Regions from separate parts of the Zea mays genome. Here region 2 is linked to region 1. Evidence: chromatin contacts called from public Hi-C data. All regions are on one chromosome and are shown on one strand. Each heading gives the region's core, a stretch centred on a gene start, on an enhancer-like site or on the middle of the called end of the contact. The rest is flanking DNA. Distances are from core to core; before and after follow the strand shown.

Region 1 (5,633 bases), core at 2,244-4,743:
CTCGATTTAAACCACTGATAACACCAACTGTTAGAGTATGGTCAAAACCAAAAGGATTTCCAATTGCTAAGCATTGCTGACCAACTCTTAGGGCCGAGGATTGTCCCACATTAATTGGCTTCAAAAGATCAGTAGGAGCATCAACCTATTACATGTCCATGTATTAGGTACTAAAAGAAACTGATTGGCACAAGCTTTCCCAATGCAAATGACAGTGAAAAGTTAATAAACACAACTACTGAACTCAGGTGAATACCAAAAACAGACTTTGATTAAATTGGTTGGCAAACATGAGATAGAAATTTCTGGTGAAAATAAAGGCTATCAAGCATTCTACCCTCTTTTCACTTTCTATTTTTTTCTAGGATGGACATTCCTTGGCCCATGCCATATGCCATCCAATTAATCTAAGTAATTAGACACTAGACATATATTTCAATAGTTACTAGTTAGCGATAAAAATAATTGATTGAGACACATGTAGAAGGTCAGATGATATGCAAAATCAAATAAGAATCAAGGTGAGCTATGGTGACATCGTAGACTATCAAGTGCTGATACTTGACTCAGAATCAGTCAAAATGCATCTTACCTTAAGAACAGCAAGATCTTTAGCACGATCTGCACCAACCAATTTGCCTTCAAAATTTTTCTGTATCCTTTCAAGTCAACGCAGTAGGCTATTAGTTGGCTTGTATATACAAGAATGCTGATATGTTCACTTAATTCATCAAAATGTATTACCCTTCAGCAGCAAGAATGTTGACGCGTGCAACAACATCACCAGGCTTCGGATTTTTTGAAAGAGCACTGCCAACAACTGTAAAACACATAAAAGATGTAAGCTTGTAGTGCTCATATACAGTAGAGATTGTCAGGTAATCTAATTATTTCATGTCCAGTTTGTTAGTTTGTTAGAGTCACTTCTCCGTGTCGTGATCTAATTCTGTTGAGAGTTACAAAGAGTTCAGGAGCGTTCTGCATCATGTGAGAGTCCAAGAGCACATTGGGTCGTGCGTGTCGTGATCACAGGCGAGTCGCCGTGGTGGTGGATAGGCCGGACACTTGATTCTTGTAAGAGTCTATAAATAGGAGAAGATAAACAAGAAAAGCTGCAAAGTTCTGAAGCGACAAAACAATTGTCTGTTCTTCACGTGACCTTGAGCGGACTGTTCACGTCCGGCAATAGAGAGCAAGCAACTAGAAAGTAAATAAAAGAGCGGGCGAGTGAGTGAGAGCTTGGCTGATAATTGGTGTCAGAGCCGAGGCGAGGCAAAGGGCGAAGCGATAGCGACATCAGCGCGCGTCGTCGCGCGGGCGTGGGCACGGGTGTGACCATTGGGAACTCCCCATTGTGGTCAATCAAAGAGTAGCCAACGAATATTGAGACACGATTTCATTTCATCAAAGAGTGTGCCAAAGGTGGACGGGTCTCAATTCTGAAGATCGACACTGAAGAGCAGCCGACAGACATTCTGACAAAGCCTCTTGGACGGGTGTGATTTCTGCAATTGCACTCAAAGATCGGGATGACCAGGATCGTCAACAACTAGATTAGGAGGTAATTTTAGGTAATCTAGTTATTTCATATCTAGTTTGTTAATTTGTTAGAGAGTCACATCTCCGTGTTGTAGTGATCTCATTCTGTTGAGAGTTACTGAGAGTTCAAGAGCGCTGCATCGTGTGAGAGTCTAGGAGTTTGTTGTGCCGATCGTGCCCGTCATGATCCTGCACAAGCCACTGTGGTGGTGGATAGGCCGAACACTTGAGTCTTGTAAGAGTCTATAAATGGGAAAAGATAAACTGGAAAGCTGTGAAGTTCTGCAGTGCCAAAACAACTATGTGTTCTTGAGCCGACTATTCACGTCTGGCAACAGAGAGCGAGCGACCAGAAAGCAGATAAAAGAGAGGGCGAGTGAGCGAGAGCTTGGCTGATAGAGATGTGATAGTCTAAGATTAACATACCATGATAATTTGTAATAATATGTCCAAAATCGTCCCACACTACACCAGAACCATTTCCTTCAGGGATCTAAAATGAATGAAAAGTTTCATTAAAACAGGTCCTTCTCAGACCTTTGTATATTAATATTATGTTAAACACTATGTACAAAAGATACTGATGAGAACAGAACCACATATGAGCGGATTTTTTTTCCTGTCTGTGTGCGTGTGTGTGCGCCTGTGTGTTAAAAAATTAACAAATACTATTGAGCCTGAACTTAGATCATGTAATTCTTTTAGTTTACCTCCACAACACCAGTAACATTAAGCTGCGGCCGTAGTGTTGCATCAAAAATGTTCACAACTGAGTAAGTATTTATTTCAAATAGCTCTGCAATCCGTTTCTGCCATTCATAAGCATGACCCAAAGAAGCATAAATATATCTTGAGAACAAGCTTATCGGATAAACCAAGCAAGTAGGTCCAACTGAACACTGACCTCAGTTGGAAATAATGGCCCAGATGGAAAAATCTTAGGAGTCACATCCTCGATTTTGACAGACGTATCACCCAAAGCAAATGCTGCAGTAAGAAAATGGCACATTAAAAGGGTCCATATACCATGGACAATTAAAAAGCAACCTATTGCAAAGAGGAAATTGTCTGGCCATTGTGAAAGGTACTGAGAGTATTTCTAAGAACACCTAGATACGATGTCATTCAGTCCGAACCTGGAAAGTACCTTGAAGAATGTAAGCTAAGACAAAAGGCTGACAAAGCAATAAGCTTCCTCTTTGACACGAGCCATAAGGTTTTGCTTGACATTGCACCACGGTCACCTGTTGCCCTCATTGACCTGGAGGATTCAGAAATAAAAAATAAAGAGAAGAATCCAGCTAACAAGTAAAATCATATGATAAGAAAACTAAAATCTACGCGAACCGATAGCAACATCTATAGTAACTGCACAGAGTGACAGAAATAGAAATGGTATGGGGGTATGTAGAGTATTTTAACAAATCATGACTTTTTTTAATAAACACGCTCTTATCTTGTAGCAACCAGCCAACCACAACCACTTATCTGATGCCAAACGGAAGTACGGAACTAGTTTACCACAGGTGCCACACACCACACAGTACACTTGAAGAACAAAAAGAATGGGAATTGGAATGGAAACCGCCAAGTACAAACACGAGCAAAGTATGTAGCAACCCAGAACTGCTTGGTTCTGCCGATCAAAATCAAGTCACATAAAAAGAAAAGAGAAAAAAACATCCTGGTGGGCGGAATTGCGGAAACAAGTTGTGAGACCTTGGAGGCGCTTCCTCGCTGTCGTGGGTTGCCGAGGTGACGCCCTCGACGACAACCCTCCGACGGCTGACGCTCCTGGCCGCGGCATGCGCAGCGGGCGCGTTGGTGGACGGTCCGCAGGGTAGGCACTGCATCTGATCCGAGGTAGTCCTGGTTTCCCAGAGGGAGGACCGGAGGAGGATTCGTGTCCGTGTGTGGTGCACGAGCTGCAATCGAGTTTGGGGATAGGAGCTGGAGGGGTTGCCGTTTGACATCTGACATCTCTGTTCTCTTGCCTCCACTCCATGGCACCTCGCTTGAGCCTGTGGGCCGCTCCCGGGCCGCAATGGGCTTGTAGGCCGAGACCCCGTTCTCTGTTTACATGGGATTATTTGCTACCGTCGGATTCAAAGGATGGCATCGGACGTTCCTATGACGTTCACAGGATTTGGATCCCTCGTTCAGTCGTTCTTCCCCCAGGCCCCAGCCTCATGCCGCCGGCCTAACCAACCAACCTCATGGCCGCCGCCATTGCCGCGGCGCTTCTCCGCCGCTCCACCTCGCACCACCGTCTCATATTACCTCTCCTCTCTCACCTCCACCGCACCTTTCCGCAACCCTCGTCCCCATGGCTCCCACCCCAACACCGCTTCTTCTCCACCGGCGAATCAGCCGGCGATCCCACCCAGAAACCGACGTCTTCTCTTGACCCGAAGAAGCTATGGCGCGAGCTATCCGCCTCGGACCCCGCCGTCGGATCCTGCCGCCTGCCGAAGGCCACGTGGGATGCCATTGTAGGCCTCGTCCGCGGCTTCGCCAAAAGTCCGGCCATATCCGACCAGGCGCTCGCGCTCTACGTCCCCTCTTCTGCCTTCCCATCCTACGTCCGCCGCTTCCGCGCGTTCATCCTCCCGCGACTCTCCCGGGAGTCCGCGGCGCATCTCCTCTCGCTCCCCGCTGAGGACGCACACGAGCTCCTCCTCCCGGCCTTCGCAGAGTTCTGCTTCTCCAACTTCGCAGACAAGCTGAGGCAGCACAGGTCGGTCATGGCCGCGGCCGACCTCACGGCCCCGCACACCTGGTACCCCTTCGCGCGCGCTATGCGCCGCCGTATCGTGTACCACTGCGGGCCCACGAACAGCGGCAAGACGCACAACGCGCTCACCCGCTTTGCCGCAGCCAAGTCTGGGGTCTACTGCAGCCCGCTCCGTCTCCTCGCCATGGAGATCTTCGACAAGGTCAATGCGCTCGGTGTCTACTGCAGCCTGCGCACTGGACAAGAGGTTAAGGAAGTGCCTTTCTCCAACCATGTCGCATGTACCATTGAAATGATGTCCACTGAGGAGCTCTACGAAGTCGCCGTGGTTGATGAGATACAGATGATGGCTGACCCTGTCAGGGGCTTTGCGTGGTCGCGCGCTGTGCTTGGGCTCAAGGCGGATGAGATACACCTCTGCGGTGACCCTAGCGTGCTCAAGATTGTCCAGAAGATTTGTGCAGATACTGGGGATGATTTAGTGGTGCATCAATATGAGAGATTCAAGCCTCTTGTTGTTGAAGCAAAGACACTTCTTGGGGACCTCAAGAATATCCGCTCTGGTGACTGCGTTGTTGCTTTCTCACGCAAGGAGATATTCGAGGTGAAGCTGGCAATTGAGAAGTTTACAAAGCACAAGTGTTGTGTTATCTATGGAGCTCTGCCACCAGAGACACGACGACAACAAGCAAAGTTGTTCAACGAGCAGGATAATGAGTATGATGTGCTTATAGCAAGTGATGCAGTCGGTATGGGGCTGAACCTTAACATTAGGAGAGTTGTGTTCTATAGCTTGGCAAAATACAATGGGGAAAGGATGGTTCCAGTTCCCGCTTCGCAGGTAAAGCAGATTGCTGGTCGTGCTGGTCGGAGGGGCAGTGTCTATCCAGATGGACTCACAACAACTTTCTTGAAAGATGATTTAGATTATTTGATTCAGTGCCTGCAGCAGCCATTTGAGGAGGCACAAAAAGCTGGTATTTTTCCTTGCTTTGAGCAAGTTGAAATGTTTGCCAGCCAATTCCCTAACCTTTCTTTTAATGATCTGTTGGATAAATTCCGTGATAGTTGTCGCATCGATAAAACATACTTCATGTGCCAGCAGGACAGTATCAAGAAGGTTGCTAATATGCTTGAGAGGGTGCAGGGGCTATGCCTCAAGGATCGCTATAATTTTTGCTTTGCTCCGGTAAATATAAGGGATCCAAAAGCCATGTACCATCTTTTAAGATTTGCCACCAACTATTCTCATAGCCGTCGTGTTGGCATCGCAATGGGAATACCAAGGGGTTCTGCAAAAAATGACGCTGAGCTTCTGGACCTTGAGACAAAACATCAGGTCCTATCAATGTATCTATGG
Region 2 (5,633 bases), core at 2,110-4,609, 220 kb after region 1:
CCATTTAACTAAGGCCTACCGAGGCCCACTAAATATAGACTCAGTATTTAACTAAGATCCGTCAAAGCCCACATGACTAGCATAACTTGGAAAATCTAGAGCTTCAATAAGCCATCGAGAACCAATACCTAGATATGGATAGTGAATAGTGATGATGATCATTGTATATGTATTCTGTATGGATGTATAGTACTCAATTAAACACTAAACAGAGAACTGAATATTATTTGTGAGCTAGTTGTACTATTTTTTTTCTTTCTGACCAAAGGTTTATAATGTGCATCCACAAAACATCTTAGTTTTATTTTGGTCATATATATTTTATACTTTTTGTTGATATATTACTGTTGTATGTATATGAGCCGGTCTGGCACATTAAGGTATTTTGGGCTATTTGGGCCGGCCTGGCACACATAACTAATTGTGGGCCGTGCCGTGGGCCGATGACTGGGCACACGTGCTGGCACGGCACGGCCCATAATTAGATATGTGCTTTTGTGGGCCGTGCCTTTGTGGGCCGTGCTTTTGTGGGCCTGTGCCGTGCCGGGCCAGGCCGGCCCACATGTACATGTATAGATGGGCCCATCTCCCTAACGCAGACATGAAACTGGATCATCCCATCTTAAAAATCAGGGTCAAAACTATCCCATCCCACTATGTCCCAGATCAAACATATGGTTAATCAGTTTTGGGAAGAGGCTAATGGTTGGTTTGTTATTGGTGCACAGAAGATTGCTTACTGCTTCGGTGCTTGCTGATTGACATAATTTATAATTTATTTATACAGGTGATTGTTAAGTGCTTTGACATGTCATGACACTAATTTCCTATTGCAAGTACAAAGTATGCATATCGTCAAAACATTGATCATGAATAAATGCAAAACATTTTGCTTAGGTTTTGATTTAATACTGGTTCATGTCAAAGTGTGGTGAAACTTATCTCGTGTTAGTATACTATAGTGGCGTTGTTCAATTTTTTAATTTCAAATCGGGTAAACCATACATGTACTGTTGACATGCTAAATTGCTAATGTTCATATATAAGGAGTTCAGGTGGCATTTCTTTTTTGATCTCATAACTCAGTGGAAAGTTGCATGCCAGTATCACATTTCAGAACTTCACTGATCATCAGTGTTTGACCATATAAAGTTGTCACTTTATTCTCTTTCCTTATGTTATCAATAAATTATATAAATGATTGATCAGATTATGTTCAGTTTTTGAACCACAATGATGTTGAGTTTTTTTAGTACTCCCTCCGTCCCAAAATAGTAGGGGGCAATTCCTTGTGTGCCATAGGAAATTATACTCGTTCCTTGTGTGCCACTGGCCCCATATATCATACACACACAAAAAATTCCATATATGTCACTCAATAGCACACAAGGAATGAGTATAAAATTCAATGGTACATAGGGAAACTTTCCAAATAGTAGTTGTTTTAGCTCTTAATTTTTATGTCTATATTCAAATGGAATCTAGACATATACCAAACATATACATTAAGTGTTGCATGAACCCACTAATTTGCTAAAACGAATTTTATTTTGAGACAGAGGGAGTATTACTAAATGTACATATAGTTCCATGTTTGCATTTGGTTTAGTGGCATCTTTTTTTCTGCCAGGTTATTTGACATAATAATCTTTTTATATGCTGGGTTCGATGTGTACATGAACCACAAATTAGTAGTTTAGTACAGTGAACCCCCTCTTATCATTCCATTGCATATATAACATGTGTATGTATCGGTGAATGGTAGTCACCCTTTGTCTGTGCTTGAGTACAGGTGCAGAAACTGGATGAGATGGGCTAAACCTTTCCCTGAATCTAGCTAACCTGCTGCGGTTGCCTTGTAACCTTGCTTTGCTGATTTTTATTTTTACTTTGACATTTCTTTTGCAATTTCTGCTCATTCAAGGATGTTGTGTCTCTTTTGCAGGTTGTCAAGTATTCTTGGTGGCTATGTATTGCAACAATAATTTAAATTGATCATTCTGGTGAGTTTTGGTGTGCTCTTGGCCTTTTGTCAGGGTGGTACTGTGTGTCTGTGCATTTAGGTGAGATTTGCTAAGTTGCAAGTATGTCAACTTGAGTAGGAAAATTTCAATTAAAAGTATCTGAGAACTGGTAGGAAATTCGTGGCTGAAAGACATGTACGACTACCTAGCCTCTTCAACATAATCTTAGTTACAGTTCGGTAACCTGTGAACCTACTGGTAAAGATAAACATGTGCTTGTTTAAGAACCATTGTATTTTCTTCTATTGATTTTCATGATCAATTGCTGGGTTATAGATTAAATTCCATGATCAATTCCATGCTAAGTTGCAATTTCTATTGATTTTCATGATCAATTGTCTTCTATTGATCAGCAGTGCTGGGCGGGGTTGACAGAGAGTTAGATGACGCTGACGTTGTCGTGGTAGACAAGTGTGCTACTGGTGAGGGGACTGTGAAGCTCCTGGAGGAGCTGAGTTGGTGCATCCAGCTTGCCTTAGCCACCCCATTGTCGACAACTAGGTACTCACCCTCAGCACACTGGAGCGTGAGACCACATGCTGACACTCACTTGGAGGACTAAGAGATGAGGTTGGCCACAAGAAACACTGCATAGCCAGAGGTAGACCGATGGGTGTCCGAGTGCTCATGTCTAGAGGAGTGCTCGCATACGGTCGTTTTGGTAGAGCGGGAGTATTTCAACTATGGTAAATTTTAATATTTCAATATGGAGACTCCAAGAGCCGTTCCGTTCCTCTTTTGTTTGAAGCCAAACATCCAAAAAATAAGAATGAAATAGTTACATTCTCTTCCATTCAACCAAACACACCCTTAATCTGACTTACCACTCGAATGAGGTAGCAATTCATTATTACCATCTAAGCCAATGGCTATGGTAACATGCGAACAAATAGTGACGAGTACCAACAATAATAAGCAACTTCATATTTGGGGAAGATCATATATACTAAGCAACTTGAGCAAAGACAAAAAAAAAGCTAAGCCCAAAGGAAAAAAAAATATATACTTAATGAAGATCTCTGACTCTCCGTCCAATCTAGGCTCATCACAATACCGTTTGTCCTCCAGAATTAGCACAGCCCATTTTAGAAAAGGTGCTACAAGACACTGAAACGTAAAAGAGCTACCCAAATATCCAGAACGGAAAACCTATTGACCACGTCCTTTACCTCTCAAATAGACGATGCTCTTCTGCACGTCAAAATATAGCGACTCCCAACGAACACGGGCCGCCACACAACATTGAAACCATGCATCCACGTCCGTACGCAGCCATTTGATCGTCATGGTCGCTATAAATTTGCTCCCCGTCCGATTCAACAACAAGCTTGTGGCCCAAGATGGCAAATGCTCTCCTAGGTGGCCTGTGGGCGATCGTCGTCGTCGCGGTGGTCGTCGGCGTTGTCGCCACCGTCACCCACTCCGGCAAGAAGGCCGGCGACGACTTCACCGTCCCGGGGGAAGCCTCCATTGCCACGTCCGGCAAGTCGGTCGAGTCCCTGTGCGCGCCCACGTTGTACAAGGAGTCGTGTGAGAAGACGCTCTCCCAGGCCACCAATGGCACCGAGAACCCCAAGGAGGTGTTCCACAGCGTTGCCAAGGTGGCGCTGGAGTCGGTGAAAACAGCGGTCGAGCAGTCCAAGACGATCGGCGAGGCTAAGGCCAGCGACTCCATGACCGAGAGCGCGCGAGAGGACTGCAAGAAGCTCCTCGAGGACGCCGTTGACGACCTCAGGGGCATGCTCGAGATGGCCGGCGGCGACATCAAGGTGCTTATCAGCCGGTCCGACGACCTCGAGACATGGCTCACGGGCGTCATGACGTTCATGGACACCTGCATCGACGGCTTCGTCGACGAGAAGCTCAAGGCCGACATGCACACCGTGCTGCGCAACGCCACCGAGCTCAGCAGCAACGCGCTCGCCATCACCAACAGCCTCGGCGGGATCCTGAAGAAGCTGGACCTCGGCATGTTCAAGAAGGACTCGCGTCGCCGGCTCCTGTCGGAGCAGGACGAAAAAGGCTGGCCAGTGTGGATGAGGTCGCCGGAGAGAAAGCTCCTGGCGGCGGGCAACCAGCCTAAGCCGAACGCGGTGGTGGCCAAGGACGGCAGCGGCCAGTTCAAGACCATCCAGCAGGCTGTGGACGCCATGCCCAAGGGCCAGCAGGGGAGGTACGTCATCTACGTGAAGGCCGGCCTCTACGACGAGATCGTCATGGTCCCCAAGGACAAGGTCAACGTCTTCATGTACGGCGACGGGCCCAAGCAAAGCCGCGTGACCGGCCGCAAGAGCTTCGCTGACGGCATCACCACCATGAAGACCGCCACATTCTGTGAGCGAGCCTTCTTCTTCACCACCATTTTATATGTACATAGACGTGCCAGGAACTTTATGGATATGGATTGGCAGCCGTCGAGGCGTCCGGGTTCATCTGCAAGAACATGGGCTTCCACAACACGGCCGGCGCGGAGAGGCACCAGGCGGTGGCGCTCCGCGTTCAGGGAGACCTCGCGGCGTTCTACAACTGCCGGTTCGACGCGTTCCAGGACACGCTGTACGTGCACGCCCGGCGCCAGTTCTTCCGCAACTGCGTCATCTCCGGCACCATTGACTTCATCTTCGGCAACTCGGCGGCGGTGTTCCAGAACTGCCTCATCGTCACGCGGCGGCCCATGGACAACCAGCAGAACTCGGTGACCGCGCACGGCCGCACGGACCCCAACATGAAGTCGGGGCTCGTCATCCAGAACTGCCGCCTGGTGCCCGACCAGAAGCTCTTCCCCGACCGCTTCAAGATCCCCTCGTACCTGGGCCGACCCTGGAAGGAGTTCTCGCGCCTCGTCATCATGGAGAGCACCATCGCCGACTTCATCAAGCCCGAGGGCTACATGCCCTGGAACGGCGACTTCGGCATCAAGACGCTCTACTACGCCGAGTACAACAACCGCGGCCCCGGCGCCGGCACCAGCAAGAGGGTCACCTGGCCTGGGTTCCACGTCATCGGCCGGAAGGACGCCGAGCAGTTCACCGCCGGGCCGTTCATCGACGGCGGGTTGTGGCTCAAGTTCACCGGCACGCCGCACATCCTCGGGTTCAAGTTCTAAAGACCGCATGCATGGCATGGTATATACAGCACACGCTAGGGAGGTGGTACATACATGTTTGTACCTGAGGTGTCGCAGGACAGGAGGGCTAACGTTTGTACCTTTACCCTTTTTTTCTTTTCTTTTTGATTCCTTTGGTTGTTTCTCTTGGTGAAAATTTTCAGGAAACGAAAAATATTTTGGACAGTGATCTGTTGCGTCATTGATTAATGCATAGTTTGTGTGTTTTAAAAAAATCCACTGACTCTGTTGTTGCAGGGCAGCTGATCAAACCCTCAGTATTCGCCTAGGTACGTCTCAAACACCAATAACGAACGTTGTACATCAAACCAAACCATGCACCTGCTAGAACGAGAACTTGAAGACCATGTCGTGCTTGTACTCCTGTCCGGGCAACAGGGTCTGAGACGGGAACTCGGGGTGGTTCACTGCGTCCACGTACCCCATGGTCTCCAGCGTGAACCCGGCGTACTGGTCGTACACCCCGCCGCCCTTCCCCTGGG

The links. Hi-C and Micro-C count contacts between places; a contact is called where the count stands out from the background.
Region 2: a contact with region 1 is called in a Hi-C map of endosperm, with 1.9 times the contacts expected there. The contact joins the promoter of LOC107546770 here to the promoter of LOC100272554 in region 1. A contact is called at or near these places in 6 of 25 Hi-C or Micro-C datasets (bundle sheath, ear, endosperm and 2 more).

What each region holds. Positions count from the first base shown.
Region 1 is chr2:43,953,602-43,959,234 of Zm-B73-REFERENCE-NAM-5.0, forward strand. LOC100272554 (Protease Do-like 8 chloroplastic) reads right to left here and starts at 3,494. Exons shown (of 13, transcript NM_001365562.1): 1 at 3,259-3,494; 2 at 2,676-2,800; 3 at 2,444-2,526; 4 at 2,250-2,348; 5 at 1,966-2,032; 6 at 745-820; 7 at 593-659; 8 at 1-145. The coding sequence starts at 3,392. LOC100285160 (ATP-dependent RNA helicase SUV3) reads left to right here and starts at 3,675. Exons shown (of 2, transcript NM_001158054.2): 1 at 3,675-5,633. The coding sequence starts at 3,756.
Region 2 is chr2:44,176,697-44,182,329 of Zm-B73-REFERENCE-NAM-5.0, forward strand. It overlaps LOC107546770 (Pectinesterase 5), which reads left to right and starts at 3,360. Exons shown (of 2, transcript NM_001322852.1): 1 at 3,360-4,358; 2 at 4,436-5,366. The coding sequence starts at 3,365. The coding sequence ends at 5,130. It overlaps LOC100383094 (Galactose mutarotase-like superfamily protein), which reads right to left. Exons shown (of 5, transcript NM_001175765.1): 5 at 5,360-5,633. The coding sequence ends at 5,476. It also overlaps a transcript of LOC100273682 not described here.